2 separate regions of the Mus musculus genome follow, and region 2 is linked to region 1. The links are chromatin contacts, called in public ChIA-PET maps. All regions are on one chromosome and are shown on one strand. Each heading gives the region's core, a stretch centred on a gene start, on an enhancer-like site or on the middle of the called end of the contact. The rest is flanking DNA. Distances are from core to core; before and after follow the strand shown. Region 1 overlaps Slc25a26 (solute carrier family 25 (mitochondrial carrier, phosphate carrier), member 26). Region 2 has its middle 54 kb from the start of 4930511E03Rik.

Evidence for each region. ChIA-PET counts read pairs in DNA pulled down with a chosen protein or histone mark.
Region 2: an H3K27ac ChIA-PET map of liver shows a contact between it and region 1, with 11 times the contacts expected there. The contact joins two enhancer-like sites. A contact is called at or near these places in 8 of 39 promoter capture datasets (the 3T3-L1 cell line, the C10 cell line, embryonic stem cells and 3 more), 9 of 15 datasets of contacts at CTCF or cohesin (CD8 T cells, the NIH/3T3 cell line, embryonic stem cells and 3 more), 200 of 484 Hi-C or Micro-C datasets (the 3T3-L1 cell line, 3T3-L1-derived adipocytes, the AML12 cell line and 96 more), 28 of 115 datasets of contacts at active chromatin or transcription factors (the NIH/3T3 cell line, PVALB interneurons, T-cell acute lymphoblastic leukemia and 18 more) and 6 of 9 other capture datasets (adipose tissue, embryonic stem cells, embryonic tail and 3 more).

What each region holds. Positions count from the first base shown.
Region 1 is chr6:94,545,418-94,552,617 of GRCm38.p6, reverse strand. All of the region lies in intron 5 of Slc25a26 (solute carrier family 25 (mitochondrial carrier, phosphate carrier), member 26), which reads right to left. Among named protein-coding and RNA genes, the nearest start is that of Slc25a26, 49 kb to the right of the region's middle. Within about 2 kb of position 3,472, at least 12 of the 459 cell types and tissues checked have an H3K27ac peak or open chromatin away from gene starts, as enhancers often do. A contact at or near this core is called in liver, where this site is marked.
Region 2 is chr6:94,994,163-95,001,435 of GRCm38.p6, reverse strand. No RefSeq gene overlaps it. Among named protein-coding and RNA genes, the nearest start is that of 4930511E03Rik, 54 kb to the right of the region's middle. Within about 2 kb of position 1,900, at least 14 of the 459 cell types and tissues checked have an H3K27ac peak or open chromatin away from gene starts, as enhancers often do. A contact at or near this core is called in liver, where this site is marked.

The DNA of each region.
Region 1 (7,200 bases), core at 2,223-4,722:
CCTGAGGAGAGAGTAAATCTGCCATTTGATTCTTGCACCTTAAGATTGATCCAATACTAAACCTGGAGAGGCTTTTACTTACAGATGAAAAGAAACTTAGAGTATTTTAAATTGCCATTATCCCCAAATATGCTTAGAAATCCAGAAGTGAATTGTAAAATAAAATCTACACAGTGCTGGGGAAAGCCCCCAACACCCATGGAGGCAGAGATGGGACCAACAGGACACTACAGTGGAAGCATGCATGCTGGCCAGCAATCACGGCAGCATCAGGCATGTCAGCACAAGTCCTGCTCCGTTAGTTCACAGTGGTATCAGACTTCTTCCATTTTCTCTCCAGTAAATGCTACTGTCCCAGATAGGTTTTTAATGAAATAGGAAAGGCACTCTTTTTCAGAACACTGGGACACGGCACAAGCCATGGTGCCATCCCCAAAGGGACAGATGGAAACCCTTACTGAGTTTTAGATCTTAAGAACAATAAAAATAAGCATGAGCAACAACAAAGCCAAGGCCTTCTCTAAGAAAATCCCTTTCATCCTCCAGGAGGCCACACCCCCTGGTCCTTTCCAAACAATTCCACCACCTGGAGAACTCATTCAAACACCACACTAAGTACAGTTCAAGTCCCTCGCTATTGTAGATCAAACACACCTAAAAACAACTGGCAAATGGAAAGAGAGCAGAGCGGAGTCCTCGGACTCCCAACACAGTAGCCAGTCAATCTAGTTTGATATGGAGCAGATAATGGAGGAAGTTAACAACCCAGAATTCCCAAACCAAAAATATAAAAGAAAATAAAGGAAGTAGTTCTCAGATTTTAATGCTGGGTGCTAACTGTTGAAACCACTAAGTATGATATGAGGAGATTACATAATTATGCAAATAAAGAAAATTTGCTTGTGACTAATTCCTGATTTCCTTTAAAAAGAAAAAGGTTCAAATCATATTACCATGTCAATGTAACAAAAGCCTGGTCACTGCAAAGGGTCTTTCACACTGTGGTCAATGGCCTGGTTGCTTAATGTAATATTGGTAATGGCTGAATTCCAGTGTAACATAAAAAAAAAAAAAAAAAAAAAAAAAGAAAGAAAGAAAGAAAAAAAAACAGCCTGGAAGTCTACTGTAGTTCACTGTAACAGGATTTGAGCTATAATTAAATTTGATTAGTTTGGTTCAAACCTCAAGTTCAAAAGAATTATCAGCATGAATGGATGAAAAGCCCTTTTACACGGGCATTTTGAAAATATGAAAAGGGCTGACACAGCAAGCATCAAAGACTTTAAAAGCAATTGACCCTTCCCAGAGCAAAGGAGAAAGGCTAACAGCTGAAACTCAGATGCTGCGTGCAGAGAAAATAAAGTTCCAGATGGCTCCAAAGCCTGGCAATTTATTAAATATTAAATACGATTATTGTTAACTGGAGCTGGCTTGGGGATAGCCAATGGGTCATCGATAAAATGTGAAAAAAGTCCGATTCCATCCTCAGAAAAAGCGAAGCAAATAAACAGTCCCTTTCCGGAATCTACCAGCACGAGGAAACCTCTCCAGGACTTTCACAAACAGCTATGATGACATTTAAATAAGCACACTGTCCAATAAACAGTATGGCACAAGCACTGCAGTCTAAAAGTCCAAATCAGGTCCTTAGAAGAAAAGCAGTCCAGAGGATCTAACATAGTCATTCTCACTGCCTATGTGAGCCCATGCCCGCCACACCTGTGTACCTCCCTTCACACTGGATACTGAGAAAGAAGACTCAGGCAACTAGTGTACCACACAGCCTATGGAAGTCTAGTGACAGGCGGTTCACATGGGTCTTAGAAACACTTGCAAAGGACTATTATCACTTGGAATATACAACAGTGTAGAGAGTGCCTAAGTATGCACACATGAGGTCACATAGGCATACACTTCCAGATAGCATGTGTGTTTATGTACAGTCATGTACACACACACACACACACACACACACACACACGGGAGCCTGTTTTCAATAAAGTAAAAAGTACCTAAAAGTTTGTGTACCCTGGGCTTTTCGACAGCACTGGTGCTTGCTATGGCTCCTTGTTAGCTTCCGCAAGCCTGGGGTTGGGCTGGCAGGCTGTCTGCTGGTTGTTGGGAACACTGTGCCAAATGAAGCAGGTGTGAGATATCTCAGAGATGAAAGCAATGCTCCACACAACAATGCCATCCTGGGGCGCTTTCCTGACATGTGCAATTCTTCTCCCCTCTCCCTGAGCCGCATCTGAGGAGAACACATTTCTGCTGGGTTTTAGCACTGAGGAAAAAGTCCATTCCACGGGGTCCTTCTCAAAATAGTAAGAAATCCAGCCACAGCAGGAAGGCTGGCTAAATGTTCTTTTTTCCAAGTATTTTCTGTAAAATCAAAATAATTCCTCATGTAATTCTTTTATCTTGAAAACTATTTAAAATCATTTAGCTTTAAAATAATTCTAAGTAGCCTACTACCAAGATTGGGGGGAAGGGGGAGAGAAAACTTCATGAAGAAGGTAACCATGTTTGCTGTCCATTAACAGCCACAAGGTGACAAGAGAGGGTAGGGCTGAGTGTGAGCCAAGTGCCTGGCTCGCAAACATGAAAACATCAAAACAATCCACACACTCGCGTGTGAAGGAAAAACCTGTGCAAGATGACACAGGCCCCAGGAATTTTGTTAAAAACCGGCAATTCATGACAGAAACGTTGCTAAAGATGAAAAAACTGTCTCCCGAGTTCCAGCAATGTTATCCAACATTTCTTTATTTCAAAACAGAACACCCAGCTCTGTTACAACCCTGACCCTAACCCTAACTATAACCCCTGCTCCTTCATTTCTGGCTTGTTTGGGATTCGCCTTGGTTGCTGTTTGTTTTGCTCTGCTGGGAACTGGATGGCACAGAGCCCTGTAAGCACCAGGTGAGCCTCTACCCCACAGGGGAATCTCTTCCCTGAGCTCAGTGTCTTAGATCCAGCTGTTCTCACAGTAGGCTCAGGGTCACCTGCAGGGGATAAAACGCAAACTCTTGATCCCATCCCCCGAGTTCCAGATTCACAAGTCTGGGGCAAAAGCTAAGGACTTATATGTCTGCCAAGTCCCCAGGTAATGGTGATGCTGCGGGCCCAGGCTCCACACCTGGAGATGGGCATTTCCTCTGGCAATGGCAAAGACCTTTGGGCCCTGGAACTAAGGAGGGGTTCTACCAAAAAGGAAACCCACTCAAGGCACAGCAGGTACTTTGGAGATTATTGAGTCCAGGTCTCTGCAAACTTTCTAACTGAGCCGGATAAGGAGCTCAGGCTCTATGGACCACACAGTCCCAACACTACCACACTCCGCACTGCAGTGTGAAGGCAGCGGGGCACTCGAGAGTGCTATGTATGTGCCTACAGCGTTACTACAAAGACAAGTTACAGCTTACCATCTTAAAATTGACACGACCAATGTCCGGATGACTGGACATCTCTGGGAGGCCACAGACAGCAGATTACATCACTGCAGCGCGTGGACTCTGCTTCCTGATGTTTGACACAGTGAACAGTAAAGAAAAGCCACAAATGGAACGCACTGTTAAATCCTGCAGAGTTTGTAATGAACAGAAAGGCTTTACTAAATAAAATGAGATCTCACTTCTAAAATTAACCTGAGACATGACAATTTCCATTTTTTTAAGATTCTATTTTATTTTTTAATTATGTGTATGTAGATGTGTCCCAGGTGTGCAGGTGTCAGCAGAGGGTGAAGGAAATGAACACATGTCCTCAGAAAGAGCAGTGCGCTCTTAACTGCTCTCAGCTCCGCAGCCCCTATCGTTTCTAGGATTATGTGTAAATGGAAGGCTGCAGAGGTCACTTGCTGCATTCCTGTCACCTGGCTTCGCTGCACACCATAGCAGCTGGACTGAGCCTTGCTTCCCTCTCACTCTCTCCCATTCACTTCCTGCCCTTCCTTAAAGCAATCCTCCCAGTTCTAACCCCTTCTCACATGGACCACAGACATACAAGTCATGATAACTAAGCAAAATACACTTTTGTGTACTGAAGTGAAGTAGCCTAGGTGTGATTTTTAATTCTAGTTATCAAATAATTCTTAAATTTAAATAAATACTTACCAAGCAAGACAAGCATGGTAATCTTCACAAAGCAGATGTCTAAAATATTTAGTTATATGTATGTATGTATGTACACACACACACACACACACACACACATATATATGAATAACTTTCTATGTGTTTATAAAATTATAAACATGCACAGGTACAAACATAATCTATATGTGTTCACAGCTTTCTCAGCTTTTAGAATGAAAAGTGATATTTAGGAAGTCAGTATATTTTGGTAGTTAGTGAGCAAACTTTATGTGGTACCTTGTAACTATGCTATAACACAAAATAAAGAATAAAATCCGTTCACTTCTGTTCCCAAATTCAAGCTGGCATTTCTATAGGAGCTACAGTTACAGTGTGCATGTCCAGTTTAGGATCATAATGATGAGTCCCAAGTCTGAGAAACAGCTTGGAACGTGTTTCATGTACCCTGAACCATGCATGAAGAAACAGCTGTTATTTACAGATCAAAGCAACCCCGAGGATCCTAAAACAACCAGAGTGAAAAACGCCTAAATCTAATTTCATCCCTGTCCACACGCTCCTTTGAACTAATAATTCAGAGAATTGGTCAGTACATTGAACTAATTAGCATGCTTAACGCTTGCCAATTTTGATGGCTCCAATTTTTTATTTTAAGAAATGGAATATAAATAACAGGCTTTTTCAGACACACACAAGCAAGTTAGAGAAAATACAGGGGCCACTTCAACTTGACAAAGTCATATATATTGAGCAATGCCTAAAAAGTCTCACCATGAGGTGAGGCCTATTTGCTATTCTCTAAGATGGGAAATGGGAAATGAACTACCTGGGGTTATTATATTGGTTTGCATGGGACATTCCTGTATTTACTCAGTGTTTGCAGCCCACATCTAGCACCATCTCACCCTGAGGAACTGCAGTAGGTGCCCTAAAAGGATGGGGCTATTTTTACTTGCAGTCAGGGTGAGGAGAGGCGAGACCTTCTAAGTGATGCCACGAGCAAAAGCAAGCAAAAGGACGTCCCTTCATATCCACACATCAGCCTCAGGGAGTGCACGCTACAATCATTCTTATTACCTCTGGCACTCAGCCAGAACCCACAGTACACAGCTTAGTGGACATCACACAGTGTCACCACTCACAGTACACAGGCTAGTGGATGTCACACAGTGTCACCAAGAACAGGTGAGGAGGATGAGTATCAGGTGGTGTTTCATAAAATAATTGTTTAAATTATGATAACAGCATTTCCCCCTTTCCTTCCCTATCACACCCCCATCTACCCCTCCTTGCTCTCTCTCAAATTCATGCTTTTTTTCTTTAATTGTTATTGGTGTGTGTATGTGTATATGTATTTATATGTGTATGTGTGTGTTGCATATGTGTGTTTATCTTTACTATCCAGCACTGACTGTTTCAAGGCGACCCTTTCTTGCAGTTCACATGAGACCAATGCTCAGAGCCTTGCAAACCAACTCAACCTCAGCTTCACCTGTGTTGCCCTTCTAACTTCTGTCTAGAGTTAGACATGGGATAGGAAGGAGTTCCAGCTCCAAAAAGGTCTGGGTATGTGATTCTAGGCAGGATCCTCAAGTGCAGAGTTTAGTACCACTTGAAAAGAATATTCCAGTTACAAGAGATTCTGGAGGCAATTATGCACTTACTAGAATGCTTCCCAATATCAGCCTGCCCAACTCCTCACTCCTCCTCCTGTTAGAACTCTTGTCAGAGCATTACTCCCTGTTCATGGAGGGGGGGGGGGGTCACATGCTGGCCAGTGACTGCTCACACCTGCACCTGCTTGCACTTCTCAAGGTCCCTACTCATTCTATGGACTATCTCAAGGAATAAATAACCCATTTAACTATTTTTTTCCACTCATCAAATGAGAGCTTAGATGCAATGATGTACCTATTATCCAGATATTGCTTCTAAATACACTTTCCACCAACATCAACCAAGGACCAGTACAGCTAGGTAAGATTGCAATGGCTTGGGACAACAGGAGAGGAGGTTCTCGGTGACAATAGAGACTTAGGCCTGGAGAGGCTCCCACTGACCACACCAAACAATATAATTATAATTATTGAACAAGGATTCCCTGGCTGTGGTGACCAGGAGCACCTACCTGTGGCTACACTAAGACCCACTAAAGTGTCACTTTAAATGAGTGGATTTGACGGTATGTGAATTATATCTCAAAAAAGCTGTTACCCAAAAAGAAAAAAATAAATTCATGAGACTGCAGTGAAGATAAATAATGGTTTTTTTAAAATCTGGGGGTAAAAGAGGAGAACTTCTTCACAGATGAATGCCAATTAACAAACTCCGAGGAAAAAGACAGCATTAGGAAAATCATCAGTTTGCAATACCAATGGAACAAGGGTTCCAAGCAAGAGCATCGCAGACGGTAAAACTATTAGGGGAAAGATTATTGGGGAAGAGGAGAGTCACACAGCCTCAAAATATTACCCCATGGAACACTTCACAACAAATACCTGAATCATCTGTATGTGGAAATCGGGGAACACCTACTCAAGTGATTAAACAGGGCACTGCCTGCCGCCAGCCATACACTACCATTTGTGTCGCGCCTGTATAAAAACAGTCAAACTAAAGTAACCCAAATCTAATCTTAAGAACATCAGACACGCCACATGTGTGGCTCCATAGCATGAGGGACATGGGGAGGCACATGCAGTGTACGATCTTCCAGCGTCTGAGGAGATGCTGTGGTCTTCATTAGAGAGACCCCTGTGTACACTACAGACACTGTTTAAACTCGGTGTCTGCAAGGGTTGGAGAAAAGCTCTCAGCAAACAACAAGGTAAATCAACGGACACCCCACACACTGGGTAACTGTCACAGGACCTGTCAGTCAAAACAAGGCATACCACGTGCACCACAGAACTAAATGCATTTATCTGGAAGGCTAAGCCGTATCCCTGCTGGGGAGGAGCACAGAGCAAATCACACCCTCTCTTCCACGGAAAAATCCCACACGCTAATGTTTCAACACAGCATCCAAAAGTACAGGCCTTGGGCAGGCGAGGCTGCTGGCCACCGCTCCTTCTGTTACAGCCTTACACACACTTCGTTGACAAAA
Region 2 (7,273 bases), core at 651-3,150, 450 kb before region 1:
AGCTATTAACTGTCAATAGCTCCTCATCTAGAGGCTAGAGTTTGTGTGTTTCCCCTCCCTCCTTTACATGGTGGAGTATTGATTGGCTTGCTTTTATGCAGATCTTATGCAGGCAACCACAGCCCCTGTAGGTTCTTGAGTGCAGCAGCTCTGCCATGTTGTACTCAGTTTTGCTCTGACCTCTGGCTCTTAGCAATCTTTTCATGCCCTCTCCTATGATGATCTCTGAACCTTGGAAGGAGGGCGATAACACCTGCTTTTTTTATTGCATCTTTTCTATAAACTAGCTGTTCTATGTTAAAAAGTACCTTATTGTGTTTGTGTTATTTAAGATCAATTCTTCTATGGGAGACAATTAAGAAGCAAGTCAAAAGGGGCAGCTGGAGTTAAGTATAAATACCAATATGACAGAAGTCAGGTATAGAAAATAAGAGAGAGCATACACATGCTGAACGCAAGAAAAAGTAGAAACTGATTTCTGTTCTTCTCAGGGACATTGCTATGTTTCTGGGGCCTGCATGCTGTCCTTCAGGAATTTTTCCCCCTCCTATTTCAGGTACCACCCATCATCTTTTGAAGAGAGAAATGTTAGCATGCCTGGACTTAACTTGGACTCAATTAACCTCCTCTAGTAAAGGGTCAGAAACCTCATCTAATAGGGTTACAAGAATGGTCAAAGCGTTCCATCTCTCTAGAAGTGAACAGGCTTGAACTGAGGCTGGGAACCAAAGAACTGGTCGACCAGTTGTCTTTGAAATCTGACTTCTCAGTGGCAGAGGTGAGGTTCACATGCTACCGAGTACCAAAGAAATGAGTTGAATGTGCTGAGCAATACACCCAGCATTTGCTCAGCTCCTTACTGGGCACTTAATATAACTACCTCATTTAATCCTTGAGTAATTCTGAAGGTAGCTATTTACATTCCCTGTTTTATACATCAGGAATTGAAGGTCAGGAAAATGACAGCCTGCTGTTACAAAAGCAGAAACTAGCCATTTACCAATTGAACTCACTACTGTGGACCCAGAATAAGGAGACTCGGTCCCCAGCTTTGCTACTTTTAAACTGGATTGCTTTGAATGCTTCGTTTGATCTCTCAGTTCTTTTTGCAAAACAGAGCTTTCTTCTTTCAAAGTTATCATGAATGTATAATGAGTTAATATTGCTAAAGAGCATTTATCTGAGCCTAGCTTGAACTGGGCATCACATTGTTTGAAGCCTGGTCTATTTGACCCAAAGTCCAGCACCATCTTGCTTAAGCTCTTCTGCATCACTCTTAGATCTGTTTCCCAAAATGTGGCCTGAGAATGTGTTTGTTGCACAGGTCTTCCAGAATCCCAAGGCAAGGTTTCCTGGGAAAGACAAAGCAGCTGTCTCTGGAGAAATCTTTATGAGAGGGGAAGGTAGAGGAAAAAAACGAGATTCCAGACAAAGCCTCCCTCAGGCATAAACCTCTCTACTAGGGAATTAGGAGGCAGAAACTCACTATGCTACGATTTTGTCTCACTGATGCTGGCGGGCCAGGCTTTTGTATCTTCACATCTCTGGTTTTTAGAAAGCCCAGCTGCAAAGAAAGTGCTCAAGGCTAAAGGGGCAAGACAGAAACAGTAGCTCTGGGGCAGTTCTTAAAGACTTCAGCAGCTGAACTGGGGAAACAGGCTTGTAGGACCTAGGCCAGCCCTTGAGATAAGAATCAGCACTTTCCTACCGTCCCTGGGTATTTTCACATTAGAACTTGAGACATTCTTACAAAGAAGGCTACAGCACGTGTGTGTGTGTGTGTGTGTGTATGTGTGTGTGTGTGTGTGTGTGTTTGTGTGTGTGTGTCCATGGTGAGGGCAGCAAGAACTGGGGAAATGGCTTGTCACACTGTATGTGCAGTCCACATACACACATCGATGAATGTTTGCTCTCTCTCTGTTCAGTTTCAGAGCTCAGCCCGTGGAATAGTGCCACCTCTTTTTAGGGTACCAAAGTAATTTCACCTCCTGTCAAGTTGACAAGATTAACCACCATAGGAATCAAGAAATGCTGTGTCTTAAATACGACAAACAGGGAAACAAGAAGCTGTCAATATGATTTAATGGGGGCTAAACTTTGTGGATTTTTCCAGAGTGACAGTCCCCATTGGCTCACTGAACCATGCAAGTCAGACTTGCCACGTGCCTGCAGAGCACGTGTTCTCTAGGGGCCAGCTCTGACCTGCTGCCAAGCGGCAGGCAATGAACCTCACAAATATTTGTATTCATTTTATTGGAGGTCCAGCTATTCTGACACTGAGCCAATAGACGCCTACAAAATGCCCTGGAAAGGAAAAAAAAAATCCAATTTCAACTTCCAATCTGGGAAACTTTATAGCCAAAGCAGGTGGTCAGTATTTTTGGATCATTACGTTCATGAGGTCTGCCTTTGTATTTTAATTGATTGCTATAAGGGAGGTGAATTCATAAGCCACTAGTATGTTCTGCCTGCCTTTCATACTTCAGTGTGACTCAAGTAATGAGATTATGTGTTAGAGTCTTGTCTTCTAATGACCCAGAATGCCCTTGTGCTACACCCATGTTTGTGGGAGTGTGGTCCGAGAAACAAAAATTTGCTATTCTTTTCCCTTTGGTAAAATGGAACTGTATAACTATTCCCAGCCTAGGAAATGCGTATGGAAGTAAGAACCAACATCTAAGAACCAGGGCTAGTCTCCATTCTCCTCACTGCTGTTGTGACCTGAAGCCACCTGTTTCCATGAAGAGAGCCTGATTCCCTAACTGAACAGAGCAAATCCTCATTGACTTGCCTTTGACCTTGCAGGAGTGAACGATTCTGTTTGCTGAACCATGAGGAGGTATTATCCTAGAGCTACTAACCCCAACTATTACAACATTAGCAACCAAGGCCATGGGAGTTTCTTAGCTGAAATAGTAAGTCTAAAGACTGGAGAGATGGCTTAACAGTTAAAACACTAGCTGCTTTTCCAGAAGACGAGGGTGAACCCAATTCCTAGCACCTACATGGTGTCTCACAACTAACTATAAATTCAGTGCTAAGGGATCCAGTGCTCTTTCTGGCCTCCTCAGACACCACTGCATACACGGTGCATGGCCATACATGCCAGCAAAACAGGGCCATGCATGCTCCCTCCCTCTTCCCCTCCACCTCCACCTCTCCTCCCCCTCTGCCTCCTCTCTCTCTCTCTCTCTCTCTCTCTCTCTCTCTCTCTCTCTCTCTCCTTCTCTCTCTCTCTCTCTCTCCCTCCCTCCTTCCCTCCCTCTTCCCCCCCCCTCCGCTTTCCCTCTCCCTCCCTCTCTGCCTCCCCCCTCTCTCTCTCCTTCTCTCTCTCTCTCTCTCTCTCTCACACACACACACACACCCAAATAATTAAAACTATTTGAAACTACATTACACTAGTCTAAGAGGAGTGGATTTGAAGTCAGAAGACACAGGTCAAGCCTTGGCTCAAGCACTGACTCGATGTGTATCATTAGGAGGATTTGTTGTTGTTGTTGTTGTTTTGTTTTTCGAGACAGGGTTTCTCTGTGTAGCCCTGGCTGTCCTGGAACTCACTCTGTAGACCAGGCTGGCCTCGAACTCAGAAATCCGCCTGCCTCTGCCTCCCAAGTGCTGGGATTAAAGGCGTGCGCCACCACGCCGGTGACATTAGGAGGATTTTTTTTTAACCATCTCTAGACCCAAGTGGAATTAGATTGAGCCATGTAGTTGCTACGACGCCTTCTGCCCAGCTCTAGTGTAATGTAACCCTGTGAAACCCCATAGCGTTTTTATCCTTTTAGTTCCTATCCCTCCCCTCTCAACACACCATCACAGGACATGAGTAACTGAGGGTGCTAAGTGTGTGCCATACAGACCCTGTGCAAACATACAGGCTCCGTGAAGAACCATGGCACCCTACATGCCTATAACAGTATACAAAAGAAGAAAGTTCTAAAGGTCCAGAGCTATAATTTCAGGGCTCTGCCTAGTACTTGACTAACTCATTCACTGCCTGACTGACATCCAAAAGGGAGTCTAATTTTAAAGAAGCATTGTTGTGACATTGAAGGATCTGCCCAGAAAAAAAAAAATCACTGAAATACAGAGAGTGTTCCTACCACTAGATGTTAAACCACGGCCCAGACTCTAACTTGAGTACTGGAGAGCATGTGGGTTGCAGCTGACTGACATATTCCATCTCAGATTTTAGGGTCTGTATTGACCACTATGAACTTCAGGAGGCCATTTAGCAAATGAACCCTGTAGAGATAGATTTCTCTAAACTCTCCTTCATCTCAAGACACAGTGTGGCTGTCATAGTGTTTGTCTTTCCTTAGTCCCACACATGCAGTAATGGTGTTTCAGACCTGGGGCTCTTGTACTGGGCTGCAGTACCCAGGACTTTCCACTCTCCTTTGGACAAGGCATAAAGGTTCCACGTTCAAGGTAGAAACAATCATTTTAAATGTTGACTATCTAGCTCTGCTGACTACAGTTAAATGTGTTTGCTGCTCGTTCAGATGACCAAGTTCAGTTCCTAGCACCCACGTGTGGCTCACAGTCACCTGTATTTCCAGCTTTGGGGATATGTAACACCTTTTTCGGGCCTTTGCACACACTACCATATACTCACACAAACACACACATCCATGCTTAAATAAAAATAAGTCTTAAAAAAAAAACTAACAGGCTAAGCTCTGAATATTAGTGAGAGGAAAATGTCAGTGGGTGAACTTGGGTACAAAGGGCACCAGGATGAGAAAGGGCACAGCGGGCACAGGTTATTTTTGGACAGTGTATTGCTGCTAGGGAATGAGTACGTCCTCCCAACCTGGCCCACCTTTTCAAACTTCTGAGATAGGATGCTGCCTTTCCCACTGCCTGCTGGCTTGTGCTGTGCTCAGAGAGGTCTGAGGCCGCAGCAGCTTCTCTTGCCTGCACCCTTCCCCTAGGTTGATGATGTTGGGCCTCCGGTGTCTGTAATCCATTATTTTAGAGGGAAAGTCCCTTTGTCACAACCTTCTCTGGCTTCACAGTTCAAAAGGATATTCAGGAGCCCTAAAGAATGACAGAAAGGGGGAAAAAAAGCTTCTGTTTACAAGCAAGGAAAAGACCTCTGCTCTCTCACTACAGGGCAGGAAGAAAATAGATGTCTCTGATTCTTTCTCAGTGGGTAAAAGTCGGTGAGGACCAGACTGTAAAGAAGGAAACAGCAAAAAAAAATATTGGCGGCAGGTTGGTCTTTGTCTGTCCGCATTTTTTTTTTCAGAACTTGATTTAAAGTCTATGGACTTCTAAGTTGTTCCTCATTAAGTCTAGATAAAATACTAATTGCTTCAGTAAAACATTGGGGGTTTTCTAGTGCCATATAAGGAGAAACAGTATGCAAATTTTAGTTGTAGGTTCTACACAGAATTTTATTCTTGCATCATATTGCTTTTATTTATTTATTTATTTATTTATTTATTTATTTATTTGGCCCCAAGCACAAGTTTCCCTTTATACCATATTTCATTTTTGCCTGTATTAAGCTGATTTGACTTTTTTCTTTCTCTGCTGGTTCCTGATGTGAGCTTGTTGTCCTCCATTCTGGTTTCTCTCTTATTAGAAATGTAGCCTTTTGTTGTGTGTGTGTTTTCCTGTCTAATCCTATTTCCAAGTTCCCAAGTCTTCCCACCCTTTGCCACAGTTCCTATTAGAGGCTGTCTTAGTTACGATTCTATTGCTGTGAGGAGACTACATGACCAAGGCAATCTATTAAAAAGAAGCATTTAATTAGGGACTTGCTTACAGTTTCAGAGGGTTAGGATCCATGACCACATGGCAGGGAGCAAGGAGGCAGGCATGACTCTGGAGTAGTAGATAAAAATTTATATCCTTAGCTGGGCATGGTGGTACACGCCTTTAATCCCAGCACTTGGGAGGCAGAGGCAGGTGGATTTCTGAGTTTGAGGCCAGCCTGGTCTACAGAGTGAGTTCCAGGACAGCCAGGGCTACACAGAGAAACTCTGTCTCGAAAAACCAAAAAAAAAAAAAAAAAAAAAAAAAAAAGCCGGACGTGGTGGCTCACGTCTTTAATCCCAGCACTCGGGAGGCAGAGGCAGGCGGATTTCTTCGATCTATGATCAGAATCTAATTCAGCATTAACCATGCAAAACCCTAATATTTATATCTCCAAAGCAACTCTACTTACAGCTTTTGTTGCACTTGCATGTGTCTCCACTGTATCCGTCAACAAATTGTGGCCTGTGGGCAGGTCCTGTATGCTTTAAAAATATTTTTTTCTAGAGTTTTATTTTTTCCTTTTAAAGAATAAGCAATTCAGGTCATACATGGTCTTCAGAGTATAATATATTTGTTCTTAATAGAAGAGGTTAACAAAGCCTTTGTAATGCTTGGGTTTTGAGATGTTAGAGAGGGTCTGAAATCTGCTGGGCCCTTTTGAAACTACTGGTCATTAACTTAGCTGAATTCAAGTTGTCAGTGTTTACTTCCCTGCTGTGAATCGCAACTGCAATTTTGATTCAGTTCTTTTTTTTTCCAATTTTTTATTATGTATCTTCTTCATTTACGTTTCAAATGATATCCCGAAAGTCCCCTATACCCTCTCCCCTGCCCCGCCCCCTGCCCCCCTACCCACCCACTCCCACTTCTTGGCCCTGGTGTTCCCCTGTACTGGGGCATATAAAGTTGATTCAGTTCTTTGTGATTTCCCTGGATATCTAAGAGTCTGTATGCCATGGGAATCAGCTATTCATTTTACACATTTGGGGATCCCACTGTTTGCCCCCTCCTCCTCCTGCTATCCTCTCCCCTCCATAGGCACACTCCTTTCACAAGAGTTATGGTAACATTCCCAACTGATTTTGCAAGCCAGTAGTACTGTAAGCTTTCTCTCTGCATCTGAGTCACCATAGTGGACAAGGGACTGTCCCCAGAGAAAACCACCAGGAAATGAAAACCTTAACCAAATAACATTTCCTTTTGTTATCCAAGACTTTAGAGGGATGTCTTATTCTGATTTGTCCATAATTAGCATGTTCGTCAAATAAAAACTACCCAAATAATGCTAAAAATGAACCTCTCATTCTTTTTATATTATAATTCTTTGATAAGTCATCTTTTTTCCATGTGTTCTAGAGCCCTTTCCAGGGTTCTATTTTGGTTCTTTGCTTCTTTCTTTGTCTTCCTCCTCCCCCTCCTCCTCCTCTTCCTCTTCCTTTTCCTCTTCCCTGTGAGATGTTAAGGATGAAATCCAAGGACTCATATAAGTGAGACAAGTTATCGA